Regions from separate parts of the Mus musculus genome. Here region 2 is linked to region 1. Evidence: chromatin contacts called from public HiChIP or PLAC-seq data. All regions are on one chromosome and are shown on one strand. The core of a region is the stretch at or near the end of the contact, and the rest is flanking DNA. Distances in the headings are between cores, read along the strand shown.

The links. HiChIP or PLAC-seq counts read pairs in DNA pulled down with a chosen protein or histone mark.
Region 2: a contact with region 1 is called in an H3K4me3 HiChIP or PLAC-seq map of bone marrow-derived macrophages, with 4 times the contacts expected there. The contact joins the enhancer-like site here to the promoter of Plxdc1 in region 1. A contact is called at or near these places in 1 of 15 datasets of contacts at CTCF or cohesin (CD8 T cells), 2 of 484 Hi-C or Micro-C datasets (memory CD8 T cells and natural killer cells), 25 of 115 datasets of contacts at active chromatin or transcription factors (the 230-238 cell line, CD8 T cells, the HPC-7 cell line and 15 more) and 3 of 9 other capture datasets (adipose tissue, liver and pancreatic islet).

What each region holds. Positions count from the first base shown.
Region 1 is chr11:97,983,350-97,987,883 of GRCm38.p6, reverse strand. Plxdc1 (plexin domain containing 1) reads left to right here and starts at 1,438. Exons shown (of 14, transcript NM_028199.3): 1 at 1,438-1,646. The coding sequence starts at 1,568.
Region 2 is chr11:97,823,727-97,828,074 of GRCm38.p6, reverse strand. It overlaps Lasp1 (LIM and SH3 protein 1), which reads right to left. Exons shown (of 7, transcript NM_010688.5): 4 at 3,126-3,233. Among named protein-coding and RNA genes, the nearest start is that of B230217C12Rik, 15 kb to the left of the region's middle. Within about 2 kb of position 2,709, at least 119 of the 459 cell types and tissues checked have an H3K27ac peak or open chromatin away from gene starts, as enhancers often do. A contact at or near this core is called in CD8 T cells, the SCID.adh cell line, adipose tissue and 6 more, where this site is marked.

The sequences.
Region 1 (4,534 bases), core at 189-2,688:
CTTTATGGAGAACGGGCACCGAGACTGACCGCGCACGACGACACCAGAATTGAGGCTGGAGGTCCATCTTGGAACACTATAGAGGCCCTTCGCGGCGCCTGCGCGGGCAGTCTCTTAACTCTTCAAGAGATCAGCTAAACGGCAGCCCCGTGGCTCATCACGGGTCCACTGGGTGGCGGTAGGAGGCCACATCTGGAAGGGACGGTTTCTTCGATACCCCAGAGGCTGTCCTGGGAGAATTCAGGCAAGGAATTAGAAAGTCAATGGCTGGCTAGGTTTGGTGGGCTCACCTCTGTAATCCCTTCAATAAACTGAAGAGTGATCGTGAGTTCGAAACCAACCTGGTCGACGGCGTTAGTCCTTACCTGGAAAACTAACAAAAGTCCCTTTGGTTGCGGGGCTTGCCTTGGCTCATAGTATTACATAATATTATATTGAGGTCTTGGGGAGACCACCTCTAGGTTTTTGGACCCAGAGGAGAGTGACACTGGGATTCATTTCCTTTCTTGGTCCTTCTTTTGACCTCAGTGCCAGGCCACTCACCTACTTAAGCCCACACTCTACTTCTGTCCCCAGCTGCAGCCTTCTTCTGGGGATAAGTCCCAGGAAGCAGTCTCTGCACCCTTTCTTTCCGCACTCTCCAGGTCCCCTACACAGAGGAAGCCAGGGGCCCCTCAGTCCTCTCCACTCTCTAGGCCCCAGTTCTTCTCCTTCCCATGAAGTAGGTCACAGGCACCTTCGTGCCTTGACCTGATTCCATGCCGTCTATTAAATCTCCTAAATTGCGGGTATTTTTATTCCATACTTGAAGGGGGTGGGGTGGGGGGGAAGTGCCCTATTCCCAGAGTCCGGTAAAGTGTGGTGGCAGTGGGCGCCACTTCTGGCTCTGGGTCTATCTTGGACTGATCTGGCCTTTCTGTGGAAGGGGCACCGAGCTGTTTCAAAGTGGGAATGTGCCAGTCTCGAGCACCTACATGTCTGCTGGACGGGAGGGGGGTGTGGGTGTGGGATGGAATGGGGTGGGGTCGGTGCTGGAGATGGGCTGTGAAGCAGTCAACTGGGGAGACGCAATTCGTGCCTCTTCTGGGGTAGAAGCTGGGGGGCGGGGGGGGGGGGCGCGGTTCGACTGCGGGAGATTCCTGGTGCGTGTCTGTGTGTGCACTTATGTAGAACACCAGGAAGCCACAGAAGTACAAGGACTAGCTCAGAAAGTCGCATGCTCTTGGGATGGGTGGTGGGAGCCAACGGCCCAAGTAGGGGCGCTTCCTGGGGCCCTTCACCTCGGCCTTTTACTTAGGTTTCTGGGGCAGCGGGGTTCTCTCGGTAACCAGAGATGTCCCGGCGCGGTCCCGGGTCCCGTGGGGTGCGGCGCGGAGCTCCGGGAGGCGGGGACCCCAGCGTTGCGCCCCGCCCTCTGGGTTCTCCCGCCCGCGCTCCCCAAGGCCGCAGCGCCGTGCTTCGCTCGCCCTGCCCGCTCCGCTCCCGCTCCCCGCTCGCCCAGCCCGGGGCTGCTCCCTCTGCAGCCGCCGCCGCCGCCGCGCAGACCCGGAGGTCGTCCGCGCCCACCATGCGAGCTCAGCTCTGGTTGCTGCAGTTGCTGCTACTCCGCGGGGCCGCGCGCGCGCTCAGTCCCGCAACACCCGCAGGTAGGACGCGCGGCCAGGGCAGGTGCAGACCCGCCAGCGGGACCTGGGTCCTGTCCTCAGGACGCCAGGGATAGGGGACAAGGACCCTACTTTCTCTGTGTGCGCACAGAGGGTGCGCACCTCCTACTGCTGTCGGAAGGACGTGGAGGGACCCAGGCCGGGGTCTCCAGAATAGTCACAGGGACCGGCGATCATTTCAGAGAGGCGTTTGCTTTTCTTTTCCATGCTCTTCCCTGCTGCCTCTCTCAGCTGCTCTAGGTGGGGTCCCAGTTGGGCTTGTGACTGCGTGGGAGTCGCCGGAGGATGGGAGACATCCTGGCACCAGCCTGGCCGTCTAACTTGCTTCCCCTACCTATTGCGTACTGGTGGAGAGGCAGGGACCCCAGGAAAAAGCAGCCAGCTGCTCCCCGATCTCCCAGGGTCAAGGGTTCCCTTCTCCCCCCTGCTAGGTTCTGCTCGGTTCTCAGTTGCACAGGCTGAGCATGGAGGTAAGGGGGTGAGGGTGGAGGAGGAGCTTCCATTCTGCACACTCCTCTTTCCTCTAGACCAGTTTCTCAAGCCATTTCTTCCTCTTGAGGTCCTTTCAGGGATCTACTTTGAATCCCTCACGTTATCAAGAAAGGCCGTTTTTAAAAATATATATGGTTTAGTTTCTGCACCCAGGCTTTCTCGGGGAGGTGGGGGCTGGGAATAAGGGTGATTTCACAAGCTCCTTAAAAGGGAAGTGAGTGTCCCACTTGCTGTTGTGTCAGCATAGTGCCTAACTGTGTTCTTGACTTTGATGGTCACGGTAGGTAGGTAGTCCAAATGAATCTGGGTTGGGATGAGATGGTATGAGTGGAGGATGCTGGTGGTGACTGCGGGGGTAGAGGACAGAGAAGTCACATGTCCAGAGACTAGTGTGGACCCATCGGTGTCCATGGTGGCTCCCACAGAAGGTAGCTGAGCACTTAGCTTTTAGTTCTGTTGTCTCACTTGCTGTGTGACCTTGGGCGAGTTACTTACCCAAGTTACTTTCTCTGGGCTCAGTTTTTGATGTATAAAAAGAGGTTCTTGACTAAATCTTTGGCTCTTGAAGGTGGAGTTATGAAAGATTATTTTTCCCCCTTAAGATATTCTTTACTTCTCGGACAGGTACAGGCAACTGATAATTTATCTTAAAATGGTAACTAGAAAGGGACTGAGTGGGTTAAGTCCCGAGTCCTTTTCAGCCTTAGGCTGGTGTGTTTCCTGAACTCAGATATGGCTGGGTTGATGAGGGATTTGGGCCGAGGAGAGGGTTGAGGAAGGGAGCTGGCTACATCAGGGGACCCAGAGACAAGTGTCACTTTTGTAAGTACAGACTACTTAGCCGTCTCTGCTTTTAGATTCATCTGGAAGACATCGGGCATCTGCAGCAAGTGAGATTGAGGTTAGACCCTAGGAAGCTGTAAAAAGCCGTCAGGGCAATTGTTGACTCATCCCAGGTTGGGCTGGGTTTGGTAGTAAGGTTTTGTAGAGGCCATCTGAGGATGTGGGGGAATGGGGAAGGCTGGGAGGGGTCCTTCATGGAGACTGGCTGCTTGCTCTGTATGATAGAGCCCCTGAGGTCAATGAGGGGGTGGGAGTGGGGGACCCAAGGAGGCCTAGCTCCACCTGGGGCAATGGTGTCCCCATCAGGGCTGGTGTTCCTCCATCCCTACAGTCTTGTTCCCATCATCATCCTTACAAGGGACACAGGAGGCATCGATGACCTGAAGAAGGAAGGAGTCTACTGAGGAGAGCCCAGAAGCAGCCTGTAGTCAGGCAGAGAGGAAGATGGCCTCCAGGCCCAGGAAGGGGTCACTGATGGTCTGGTCCCAGAGAAACCAAAGACATCCAGGATACACACAGAAGGGAGAATCTTTCAGGCAGCCATTTTGGAAACTCACAAGCAATCCCTGCAGTCACCTATGTTCTGAGCCAAGGTTGCTTGTCTCTAGAGTCAGGGCCAAACAGATGTTTTGTAACCCAACCAACCTTAATCTGCTTTCAGTTTCCTCCTTGCCCACCAGGGGCCTCCCAATAAACTAATATACTGTTGACTAAAATTCAGATTCCTCACAATGGTTTCTGGGATTGCTGCTCTTCCTGTCAGCTGCAGGCTTCCCTCCTCAGAGAGATCTACCCTGCTGGGAGGGCCTGGGCAACCACCATACTGTCCTGGTTCACTGGGCTGTGTCTACGGGAAGACATGCAGAGTGTTTGTGCTCAGGACCATGCCCTCCTGTCACTGAGAACTCCTCCACACCCCCACCCCCATCCCCCACACCCCCACCTTGTGTGGAAATCTGCTTAATAAATGTGTGTGGGAAAGCTGGGCACGGTGGGCCACACTGAGAGCAAGGCCACTTGGAGGAAAAAGGATCTCATGTTCAAGGTCATCTTCGGCTACATAGTGAGTTCAAGGCCAGCCTCCTACACAAAGCAGCCAGGTGACCCTGTTTAAACAAAACTGAACCCTTGGGGTAATCCTCAGAAAGCAGAGCCCCATCCCCCACCTCACCCCACCCCACCCCTTCTGCTACTTTGTGTCCCTTTTTCTTGTGCACCCTTTTAATCTCCAAGGTGAAGGGCAGGGTCTCACCAGGAGGGGCTTTATATCAGGAGGTGGGATTTGTTAGGCCTGGGACAACCTTGTGTGACCTTGTATGAAGCAAAGACCAGGACTTGGAGGCACAGTGTCATGTAGCCCCGGCTGGCTTTGAACTCACTTGTAACTGAGGATGGCCCTGACTTTCTGCCTCCACCCGACAGCACTGGGTAATGGGATTCCAGGCGTAACGCCATCATGTCATGTTAATAGAGCCCTGGAGAATTGAACCCAGAGCTTCTGGCATGCTAGGTGACATGCGAGGTGAGCACTCTAC
Region 2 (4,348 bases), core at 1,460-3,959, 160 kb after region 1:
ACAAAGACTGCAAATGGAAGGCTCTTACGCCCATAGCACATGAAGACAGAGTTATAACAAATATGTAATTCCCTCTCTTCCCTCTCCCCTAGAGCTGAGCCTCATGGCTTCCATGCATGCTAAATCCACATTCTGTCACTGGGCTGTACCCCAGGCTCTGCATGACTCTGCTCTATGCAAGTAGCAGATAGCCCTGCCTTGAACACTCCTGATGACACATCACTAACAAAGCACTCGGCACTTCCCGAGCATTCTAGCATCTGTGGGACGGAAGGTGGGAGCCCAGCGTGCCTGGAACAAGACCACATGTCTCTCTCTCACTCTCTTGCCTTACACAGGACTGAGGTAGACTTCACATCCCCAAGCAAAGATGACCACTCCAGGAAAATAGTCACTTAGTTTTCAGCTGCTCTGGCCGGTGAAAGTCCTTTGTCTGAAGTGATTTCTCCAGGGAAGCCAGTCCCCATCTCTAGAAGACAAGTCTGACCTTCAGAATTGACCACTAGTCATTAGGTGCTAAACTGGGAAGAGATGAGCCACGAACAAGGATGCTATTTTGGAACCAAAAATACAGTGTGGCTCTGAACGGCACCTTTCTCAGAGAGGGATGCTGGAGGTTGGCCCAACTAAGCCACAGTTCTGCCTGTGGTTTAAAGTTCCCTCAGGGTTCTGGGACATAGTCATGCCCAGTGTCCTCGGACTTAGGGGTTGGTAAGACCGTATGAGTTTAAGCGATAAGTTTCAGTCGGTACCACAGTAAGCCCCGAGGCAAGCTGATGATGCTGAATGTTAGGCTCCGGTCCAGGGGTGCCAATCTGGAATGCTGGGAGACAGAGGCCTGAGTTTTCATTCAGTGCCCAGATGACAGAAGGGGATCCTTTGTGTATGGAGAAAACTGAACCCATGGGTCCTTGTGGATGCTAAGCCCTCTTCCTTGGAGCTCTGCAGCCCAGCTGACTGTGCGGGACTCTTGACAGAGACAGACCCTGGTCACACTCCCTAAAACCAGGAGAAAGACTTCCGGCTTTTACACCTGCCAGCTCAGGCAGATCCAAAGCACCTCCCCCAGCCTCGAACCAAGGCAATCAGCTAATTGCCTCTCCGAAGAGGCTGATAAGATGCTATCGGTAGTGTAGATACGGTGGCTACTGTAGGCTTTTGTTACCAGAACTCCTCAGGCATTTAATGTGCCCAACGTCGAGTAACAGGGTGCAGGAAGGTAGGTGAAAGAGACTGGGTGTTAGGACACTCGGGAAACCTTCCAAGAAAGTAAGGCAGAGATGGCTAGGGCTACTTCTCTCTTCCAAACTAACCCGGTAAATCAATGAATGAAATGTCCCAAAGGTTGACCGGAAGCGTCTCAAGACACAAAGCCACATGATTCCACCTTTGTGAGCCATCCCAGTTTCCCAATCACCCAAGACCACACCACTTCCCCTCTTTCGATCTGAGGCGCTCCGGGCACACCCTTTTACCCTTTGTGTGATCTGAGGCAGAAAGGAAACGCCAGGGTGTGAGCCAGGCCCAGACTGGAAGAGGGCAAACTGCAGCAGGCTTTCCTGGGGGGCCAAGAAGGGTTTGCAGCCTTCTGAGGCAGGCCCTCCAGCTCAGGAGAAGTCATTCAACAGGCTGTTCATTTTAAACTTCAGCCCAACAACTGGGTTGCAAAGCCCACTTGGTTGGACTGCCCCCAGCATTTTTAATGAAACAAGAGAAAATACTGAATGAACTTTCCAAGTCCCCCCTCCACCCCCACCCCCCCAAAAAGCAGTCACTTATGCTTCCTCTTTGTAGTGCGAGGGAGGGGACTCTGGGCCCTGTGCACGCTCTATCACTAAACTTCAGCCCTCCCTCCTTTAAGAAGTTTTCTTTGTTTCGTGTGCATGGGAAAGAGGGTGTGTGTGCGCATGCGTGTGTTTTATTATAAAGCCCAGGACGGCTTCAACCTCTTGATCGTGCCTCAGCCTCAAGTGGCTTTGAATCCATGACTCTCCTGCCTCAGCCTCCCAAATGTTGGGAGTTACAGGTGTGTGCCACTAAACAAGACAGAGGGCAGAATCAGAGCGTTAACCACCCTGCAAGAGGGTGCTTCTGTGCCGGGTGTTTGGGGGGGGGGGGGGCGGCGCAGACCAGTGAGCTATGAGACTTGTCCAGCGACAGAATGGGGAGAGATGATCCTGGAGGGTGTGTGCAAGGCGAGCCACCTGAATCTGGATCCTGTCTTCCCCATCCTTAGTCCCTCAGCCCAGAATGACACAGGCAAACTGGTAGACCCTTTCCTGTGATAGACACGAGGGTATCGTATCGGCCTGCTTCATCCTTCATTTATAAGGAGTCTGTTGCCAATGACGGGGCATGTTCTATAACTCGGCATTCAGGCTTGTGCCCATGTTCTGTGACGTCACGCCCAGCAGCACCTACCCACATACTCCCAACCCGGCCCCTGCAAACCCGGAGCCATACAAGCTGCTGGTCTGCGGCTATGTAAGGGTGGAACTGAGCGATGATCCCTAACCCCAGCTGCTCTACAGAACCATATAGAGACAGTCACTCCGCCACCCACTCTCCACGCCTATGTCTCACAACCAGACACCAATGACCAGTCCCTGACTGGGCCTGAAAGGGCCTGGAGGGGGTGTAGGGCCTGTGGGCAAAGCCAGCTGGGTTTTCACACAGGAAGGAAGAACAAACTGAGGTGGGAGGCAGTCGAGGGAGGGCGGAAATGACTGCTGTGTTAGCACCCAGAGGCAGACAGGAGGCTCAACCCCCAACCCCAGCTTTGACCCTGGTGCTAAAAACAAGCATCTAATCTGCACTCCGACCCCATCCCCACCATGACCAGGGAACGGGGTCTGCTCCAGAGAATGGAAGGTGACTTAGACACTCTGTATGTGTTTGTGTGTCTATCTGTCTGCCTCTAAAAGAGCAGTCTCTTTAAGGAGGAAATGCCATTTGGGCAGAGTGCCCACCAAAGAGGGAGAACAAAGAAAAGGCTCCCGGGTACCTCAACTCCCTCCCCCTTGCCTCTGATCTGACCACTGCGGCGTGGGCCTTTGCTGAGGTTGTCAGGGAGAGGATGAGAAGGGAGGGCAGAGGGTAGCCTGGGCATCAGGGCAGGGTCTCACATTGCTGATCTGGTCCTGGGTCTTCTTGATTCTCTGCAGCTCAGGCGTGTCTGCCACCACGCTGAAACCTTTGCCCTTATTCTTCTCAAATTCCTCCTTGTAGCGCACCTGGAGGCCAAGAGGAAAAGGAGAGCTTGGGTTCAGGTGGACATGAAGATGAGCTTGCCCGGCCTGAGGCCCCTGGTCAGAAACAAGCCCCCCATACACCCACACGTACACACAATGCAGAAGCCTAAGACAGAAGGTGTCAGAGCAATAATAGCCCCATTAAGTCATATCCAGAGGGCTCTAAAGGGAGGCCACACGTTGAATGCCTATAAAGAAGCAGTATCTTATGAGGGGAAAGATGGCTCAATGGTTACAAATACTAGCTGCTCTTCCAGAGGACCTGCAATAATTACGTAGAACACAAAAGAAAGGAAACAAAGATGGAGTCACTTCGGCTCAAAATCCTGACATCCAAATACACCCAAAGAGAGCATTAGCTGGGCATGGTGGTGCGAGCAGTGGTAGTGAACATGGACGTGATGGCTTGCTGTGCACCAACTGGGTTTGCATAGGACTTACAATCTGCTCGTGCCAACTCTACCCACTCACTGTCTGGGAGTGAACTGTCTCTAGATAGCTGCGGCATTGGCTTGGAGCTAGATTGTTAGTTTCGTTCACGTTTCTTTCCTTCTTCTTAAAGTGGGGCATATGAACAAACTGGACATTCAAAACAGACACCAGACTGCCCACCTCTCTGTGACACGTAACGCAGGTCCAATCCCTAGCGCCATGAGGCAACTCACAGTCATCTGTAACTCCAGCTCTAGAAGGTCTGAAGCCCTCTTAGAGTCTCTGAGGGAGCCAAAATAAAGTTTTGAGTAAAAAGGTCATTTCTGGGCTGGAGAGATGGGTCAACTTGGTTAAGAGCACTGACTGCTCTTCCAGAGGTCCTGAGTTCAATTCCCAGCAACCACACTGTGACTCACAACCACCTGTAATGAGATCTGATGCCCTCTTTTGATGTGTCTGAGAACAGCTACAGTGTACTCACATACATAAAATAAACACATAAGAAAATAAATAAGCTGGGCAATGGTGGCGCACTCCTTTAATCCCAGCACTTGGGAGGCAGAGGCAGGCGGATTTCTGAGTTCAAGGCCAGCCTGATCTACAGAGTGAGTTCCAGGATAGCCAGGGCTACACAGAAAAACCCTGTCTCAAAAAACCATAAATAA